Regions from separate parts of the Mus musculus genome. Here region 2 is linked to region 1. The links are chromatin contacts, called in public HiChIP or PLAC-seq maps. All regions are on one chromosome and are shown on one strand. Each heading gives the region's core, a stretch centred on a gene start, on an enhancer-like site or on the middle of the called end of the contact. The rest is flanking DNA. Distances are from core to core; before and after follow the strand shown. Region 1 holds the start of Tex264 (testis expressed gene 264). Region 2 overlaps Rad54l2 (RAD54 like 2 (S. cerevisiae)).

The links. HiChIP or PLAC-seq counts read pairs in DNA pulled down with a chosen protein or histone mark.
Region 2: an H3K27ac HiChIP or PLAC-seq map of embryonic stem cells shows a contact between it and region 1, with 13 read pairs. The contact joins the enhancer-like site here to the promoter of Tex264 in region 1. A contact is called at or near these places in 5 of 39 promoter capture datasets (the HPC-7 cell line, embryonic stem cells, epiblast stem cells and 1 more), 3 of 484 Hi-C or Micro-C datasets (embryonic stem cells, liver and nephron progenitors), 7 of 115 datasets of contacts at active chromatin or transcription factors (the SCID.adh cell line, effector CD8 T cells, embryonic stem cells and 2 more) and 3 of 9 other capture datasets (adipose tissue, liver and pancreatic islet).

The regions. Positions count from the first base shown.
Region 1 is chr9:106,684,153-106,687,682 of GRCm38.p6, forward strand. It overlaps Tex264 (testis expressed gene 264), which reads right to left and starts at 1,800. Exons shown (of 6, transcript NM_001081654.2): 1 at 1,683-1,800; 2 at 777-843.
Region 2 is chr9:106,738,295-106,742,018 of GRCm38.p6, forward strand. All of the region lies in intron 2 of Rad54l2 (RAD54 like 2 (S. cerevisiae)), which reads right to left. Among named protein-coding and RNA genes, the nearest start is that of Rad54l2, 49 kb to the right of the region's middle. Within about 2 kb of position 1,872, at least 21 of the 459 cell types and tissues checked have an H3K27ac peak or open chromatin away from gene starts, as enhancers often do. A contact at or near this core is called in embryonic stem cells and liver, where this site is marked.

The DNA.
Region 1 (3,530 bases), core at 550-3,049:
CAGAAAACTTAGCTCTATTGATATATGAAGGTTCTGAGTGGAAGATATGCTAAAGTCTGTTTTTGGAGTCAATGAGCACACAGAACTGGCCTTACAAAGAAGCCAACTCTGGTGTCAGGACACTCCCACCGGTCTCCTCATGCACCCTGTAGGTCTGCCTGTAAGCTTCATTATCTTCTCTGTTTGCTCTCTCTGCCCTACTCATCCCACCTCCGGTTGGTTTCATTCTTCTCTTCTCTGATAATGATCATACCAAATCTTCCACTCATTCTTGATATAGGCTAGGCACTGTCTGAACCCTGAAACTCAGCTATTTCACTAATCCTCAAGGAGAATCTAAGAAGGTAGGTACACATCAGGAAATAAGTGGTTGGAGGTCAAGATGCTTGCCCAAGGTCACATAGGTATTACACTGAGCCACCTGGACCAAAACACAGGCCATGGGAACCCAACAGTCTAACCGCCGTTCACTGACAGTTTTTCCCTCCTCTGGTTTCCAAAAAGGCACTTCATCTTTTGGCCCTCGCTTATCTCAAGGCTAGAAGCTCTCAATATCTAGGCCATAGCCTGTCTTGGGAGTGACAAGCACTGCCACACACTTCTGTTTAAGGGAACTTAGCTCCCAACCTGTCTCTTCCTTCCACTTCGCAAACTGTTCAGAAAAAGGGGGCTATGTTTCTGCCCATCCCCAGAGCTTTGGTCAGCCAAGGAAGAAGTAAGGCAAATTTCCCCACACCCAATAGAGAAAGGCGAGGACAGGGGATGGGAAGGCTCACCGAAAAAGTCAGGCTCACTTTTAGCAACTCATAGCATCCAGTCCAGCAGGGCTCCAGTACTCCGGCGCTAGGGGGGCAGAAAGGAACAGTCATCCCAGCCCTAGACACAGGCAGTGAGCAAAGCAGGCCCTGAGTAACCCTGTTCCAGGGAAAGCCCACAGAACGGGGACCCGTCTACAAACGCGCCAACCCCACCCTCAGATCGCGCGGGGGGGGGGGGGGAGTCAGGCCAAGTCCAGCTTCACAACGTCATGCCTATGATCTTCACTGGGCCCGACTACCACACTTGGCGCCAACGCAACCCCTGCTGCTGACCTTGGGCAGCGTGTGCCCTCTCTTGGGCCTCAGTTTCCACTAATGTCAGAGGTGCAGGGTAGAGATGACTTCCTTGGCCCGCAAGCGTCGGAGTAGGGACTAGGCGCAGGCTTCCGGAGGCCGCTCACGTGCGCTCTGCGGAGGGCCGGGCCCTTAAAGGGACCTGCGCCGGCGAACTTGGGTGCTAGCAGCCGGGGGGCCTTGGGGTCGCCGCTTCGTGCTGTCGGCTTCCTGCCGCCCCGGCTCGCTTCACGGCCTCCTGCACCTCTGCAACTTCAGACACGCTAAAGTTTGGAGCGGCGACGCGACGCGCGGCCACAGGCAGCGCTGCTGAAAGGTGAGGGCCCCGCCCGTTCCCCTCTAGTCCCACGGACCCCGGACGTTCCCGCACCCAGCACCGAGGCAGGATCCGCGCCGAGAGGTCAGGACCGCCTCCCCGTCGCTTTCAGGCCCGGGAAGCAGGCTGGGCCAGCAGTGAGTCAGACGCGGGGCAGAGGGCGGCTCAGGCCGCGGGGAGCAGGCGGGAGGGGATGAGGGGGAGCCCCGGCAGACACCCCGTCGGGAACGCCTCGCCTCTGGCCCCGCCCTCACCTCAGCGGCGGCCCCACGGACGCGGACGGGCGCCGGAGGAAGATAGGGGCTCAGTCGTGGAGCCTGTGTGCGCTTGCCCCTCGCGCTCGCTCCGCCCCTTTCGCGGCGGGACGTGACCGTGGCTGTGGGCGCGTGCGCTCCAGATTTGGAGGGCGGAGGCCTGCCCCGCCCCGTCTCCTTGGTAACATGCACGCCTCCCCCGCCGCCTCCCCCCCCCCCAGCTGGGTTGGGCCCACAACACACATTCCTGCTTCCAATGAAGGGGAACTCCTGAAGGTGATCAAGCAACAACCAACCAATACCCCAAGGTATCCTGGCCGACAGGGAGGGAAGGGAAGGCGCAGGGGTGAAGGCGGGCTCCAAGCACCGGGAAAGTCAGCCTGTTTGCCTGCTCCAGAAGCCCAGGAAGCCAAAGCGGGACTGAATAGTGTTTGTGCATTTTAGAGAGGATCCGCACAGCAATGTCGGCCTCTTACTAACTGAACCAGTCTTACTCTCGCCACCTTCCCTCAGAACCTTCTCAAGTCTGGCCGCTTGCTCAGGTCTTAACAGCTGAGGAAGCTATGGATAAACAAAAGATGCTCTGAACAATCTCTGGAGAATGCAAATTTAAGTGTCTTCACTCAGCCACCCATCAGGGATTCTCTGAGCATAGGGACGACCATCCCTCCATCCAACCTTTATTATGGAAACACTGAGTGAACCAAATGAAAGCCTTGGCCTCCGGAAGTTCACTCCAGGGAACACCTCTTTTCAAAGCTTCTACTTCACAGCCCTGGCTGTGGTTGCTGGGAGTTTCTACTAAGTTAATATAACTTAGGTAACTCCCAAGTCAAGGGTAAGCTCCTTCAATACAGGTTCAATCTTGAGCTAGGATCTGATGACCTATGAATCTCAAAGCACTGTACTGAGGGCACCTCCTGAGACGCCCAGATCTATGCTGGAAGTGAGGAAGGCCACTATGCTTGTAAACTTGGCTGTTTATAAATCTTGATGCCAGACAGGCTGGGCCAAGGACTATATTAGTACTTCTGACAAGATTGCTTTATGGAAAGTTGATCACCCAAAGAGCATATAAGATGACTTTGGAAAAAGCCAGCAGCCATGGGGTAACATGTGATCTTGAATGTCATCCACAAGACAAATGTCCCAATGCTGTAGACAGGCTGGTAAGAAAAAGCAGCTAGCTACTCAAAAGTCTTCAAAGTAGAGAGGGCAGGAAAGTCATTATAGCTATTTTACCGTGAACATCAAACATGGTAATGATTGGCTGCTTCGGGCAGGTGGGCTGTACACTAGATAGGGTTCTTGAGACACGAAGGGCACATGGCCCAGGTTCAGAGCACATGTTAATTCTGTCTCTCTGAAACTCATTAGCCTGTGTCAGGAAATGACTGTCAGGAGACACTCTTTCTTCATCCTGCTGTCTTGGCTCACTTCCCTTAGCCTGGGTGGGAACTCTAGAACTCAGTATCAGAGTTGCAGGTATGCCTGAGGAATGTCAGCACTCTATTGTAGGAGAGCCTGCAACTGGGAATCAGCCCACCAGACTTCATCTCCCAGTGCTTCCAACAATGCCGGCTATCAAGTGACCACCAGGGGGCAACAGACTCCTTGGCAAGGCCCTTTGTACACTCCTACCAGGTCTGAGACCGGCTCACCTTACATTCCCAGACCTCTCTCAATAGCACAGACCCCACTTAGTGTAAGCCCAGACTTAACCTTCCTCTTTCCCAGTAATCACCAACTGAGGTGCTTTAGTTCTGTGTAGACTGCCAGAGGGTATGTCCCCGGGGCGGCTCCTCTTAAACTTGCGGGGTTAGAGGGAACTGTCCATTTCCTCCCCTC
Region 2 (3,724 bases), core at 622-3,121, 54 kb after region 1:
GGTGTGGCCTTTTAAGCAGGTATGGCCTTGTTGGAGGAAGTGTGTCACTGGAGGTTTCACAAGCCCATGCCAGGCCAAGTCTCTCTGTTGACCTGCCTGGGATCAGGATATAAACTCTCTGCACCATGCCTGCCATGCCTGCTGCCACGTTTCCTGCCAGACTGATCATGGACTAACCCTAGAAACTGTAAGCATACTTCCTTTTTTAAGAGTTGCCTTTTTTTTTTCTTTTTTTTGGGGGTTTTTTGAGACAGGGTTTCTCTGTATAGAGTTGCCTTAGCCATGGGGTATCTTTGGGGCAAATAAGTTCAAGGCCAGCCTAGAATACATGAAACTCTATTTAAAAGAGGAAGAGGAGGAGGTGAAAGGGGGCAGGGAGAAGGAGAAACAACAGCAGCTACTAACCTGAGCTAATAAATAGCAAGGCTGTCCCAAAAAAGCCAAAAACAGATGCCAGGCCTGCACACACCTAGAGTCCCAGTACTTGGGAGGGGATCACAGGAGAATACGGAGAACAAGGCCAACCTCTGTGCTCCATAGCAAGTTCAAGGCCAGTCTAGGTCACATGTGATACTACCTCTAAAAGAACAAAACAAAATATATTTCTGAAAACAGAAAAGAAAAAAATCAGGAAGATTAGGGGAAGAAAACCAGGTGATAATGATTGTATTATGTATGTCAAAGACAAGACTTCTATCTACATATTAAAATCTTTACAAATCCATAGGAAATGGTAAGTTCTCAAATGTCAAAATAGCCATAGGCATAAACGAGCACAATACATTAAATAATTTAAGAAATACAAATGCAGCAGCAGACAGTCCTCTCCCCTAATTGAGAAAGACTGCTAAAGGTCCTTCCAAGTCATGCTGAACAATGGGGTCAATGTCTGGTGTGCTTTTCTGATACCCTTGGCATACCCAAACACTCTGCCCCTTTGTGCCTCCAGCCTGGCAGAGAAAGGGAAGACAGGAACTGGTATCTAAATTGGCACTGCCTCATCTCAAACAGAGAGGCTGCCATAAATTCTGACTTTTGCTATTTGACATTTGGTCTTAGCCAAAAGGCTGAAAAATTATGGCAAATGCTATTCTGAAAAAAATTAGTCCAACAGTAAATAATCAAGCATTCTCAAGAGAAACTGTTATAACTTCCTAGCCAGTGGGGAAAATGGTAAAAAACAAACTCAGAACAAAGATACCTGGTCTGAAACTGTGCTTTAGCTGGGAGGGGTACTGCACACCTTTGATTCCAGCATTCCTCAAGCAGAAGCAGGCAAACTCTATGGGTTCAAAGGCAGGTTAATCTTCATATATAGCTCCAGACCAGCCAGGGCTACACAGAGACCCTTTTGGTTGTTGTTGTTTCAAGACAGGGTTTCTCTGTGTAGCCTGTCTGTCCTGGAACTCACTCTGTAGACCAGGCTTGCCTCGAACTCTGAAATCCTCTTGCCTCTGCCTACCAAGTGCTGGGATTAAAGGCATGCACCACCACTGCCCAGCCAGAGACCTTACTGCAAAACAAACAAACAGGAAACTGTAACTTAAGTAGTGCGACTGTCCACCCACAGAAATACCAGTATGCTGAAACTCGCCTAGCTGAAGTGTAACAAGAAAGCCTAAGACACCTTCCATTTGGTCAGAGCAGGCTGCTACCCCAGGCTCATCTACGACAGCCTGTTTGTTTCTTTTCTTCCTAAATGCACATCCTTCCCAATCCTCATACAGAACAACAAAATAAAAGACCTAGAATTTGTGTTTCAGAGTTTTCAGTTTGTGTTTGGGGACTAAAAGGTTCATCAAGGACTTGCCCAAGATCACAGAAGTTAAGTACTTGATTGTCTTGCCTGAGGCATGTTCCTGCCTACTACTCAGCACTGTATCTCATAGTGAAGACAATTCAAGGCCATAGTCACAGCAGGGATCCAAGCAGCATAGACTGTACCTTGCCTTTCCTGCATCATCAGTTTCTCTCCCTCCCTGATCATTTCTATTGTCATGTGGCTAAAAGGATAAAACTTACTAATTGAAAAACACAAAAACAAGAAACTCCTCCTAGTTGAGATGGTGGCCCACACACTTTCCAAATTCTACAGAGGCAAGGGGGTTCAAACCAATTTAAGAAATAACAATAATATAAATAAATAAAGCATCAAGCCAGAAAAATCTATTGACCTCAACTTCCCCCTTCACTATTGGCTCTTATCTGCTTGTATATAGCAAAAGTTCTCACCTATCTATTCTTCGTTGAGACTTGTGGTATAAGCCTGCAATCCTAGTTATTCAAGGAAGCTAAGGCAGGAGGTTTGGAAGTTCAAGGCCTGCCTGGACAACTTAGTAAGATCTTGTGGGGAGCGAGGACAGGGATTTGGGGTAGAAAAGAAAAAGAAAGAAAATTTTATTACTTTTTTTAAGTAAGAAGAGTGCTAGAGATGTAGCCCAGTGGTAAATCTCTTGCCCAGCATCAAAGATGCCTTAGGTTCAATCCTCAATAACACACACAGAGACAAGACAGATACAGACACACACACACAGTTGTTCTGAGGGTCTCCTACCCACCTGTTCTTTAAGCCTCTATCACTGCCCTGAAACTGTTCATCAAGACATTAAGGGTAATCTCAGCATATGGAAGGTCAAAGCAAGAAGACTGCTCAAGGCCAGTTTAGGCAAGCTATATAGTAAATTCTATGACAGCAAGACTAGCAAGTGAGACCCTGACTGTGAAAGCAGGAAAGGGGGCTGGAAAGATGGCTTGGTGGTTTAGAGAATTGGCTCCTCTTTCAGAGGACTGATGTTCAATTCCCAGCACTCACATGGTAGATCACAACTGTGTGTGACTAGCTCCAGGGGACTCTTGCACCTCTTCTGGCTAAAGACTCTCTTCTTTGAAATGCTTTGTTACCTGACTTCCTTCACAGCACTGCCCTCTGGATTCCTCCTTGGTAGACATTTTTTCCTGCTGATCTTTCTCTAGCCTTCCCTATAAATGTCGATGTGTAAAACCTGGTTTTCATAGTTTCTCTTACTCTTCAGATGTTGTCATGATTTGTATATGCTTGGCCCAGAAGGCGGCACTATTTGGACATGTGGCCTTGTTGGAGTAAGTGTGTAACTGTGGGTGTGGGCTTAAGACCCTCACCCTAGTTGCCTGGAAGCCAGTCTTCCATTAGCCATCTTTGAATGAAGACATAGAACTCTCAGCTCCTCGTGCACCTTGTCTGCCTAGATGCTGCCCTGCTCCCCCCTTGATGATAATGGACTGGACCTCTGAACCTGTAAGCTACCCCAATTAAATGTCCTTTATAAGACTTGTCTTGGTTATGGTGTCTTTTCACAGTAGTAAAACCCTAACTAAGACAGAAGTTGGTACCAGGGACCGGGGTATTGCTGTGATACACCTGACCATGCTTTTGTTTGGAAGAATGTGGATTTGGGGACTTTGGTTTTGGAAAGCAGTGGAACGCTTTAAATGGGGCTTTATGGGCTATCGTTCCATTTCTTCCATTAATATGGAAGACTTTGTTATTAAAAGTGCAGACCTGGCCCAAGAGAGTTGGGTGGAAAAGATTTTCAGAATGTGGCCTAAAGACTGGTTTTGTGGTATTTTGGTGGATAATGTGGCTGCTTTTTGCCCTTGTCTGAAAAGTCTACCTGAATCTAAGATAAAGAGATTTTTTACTAATTGCATTAACAAAGGAAGTCTCAAAAAAGCCCAGCAGAGACTT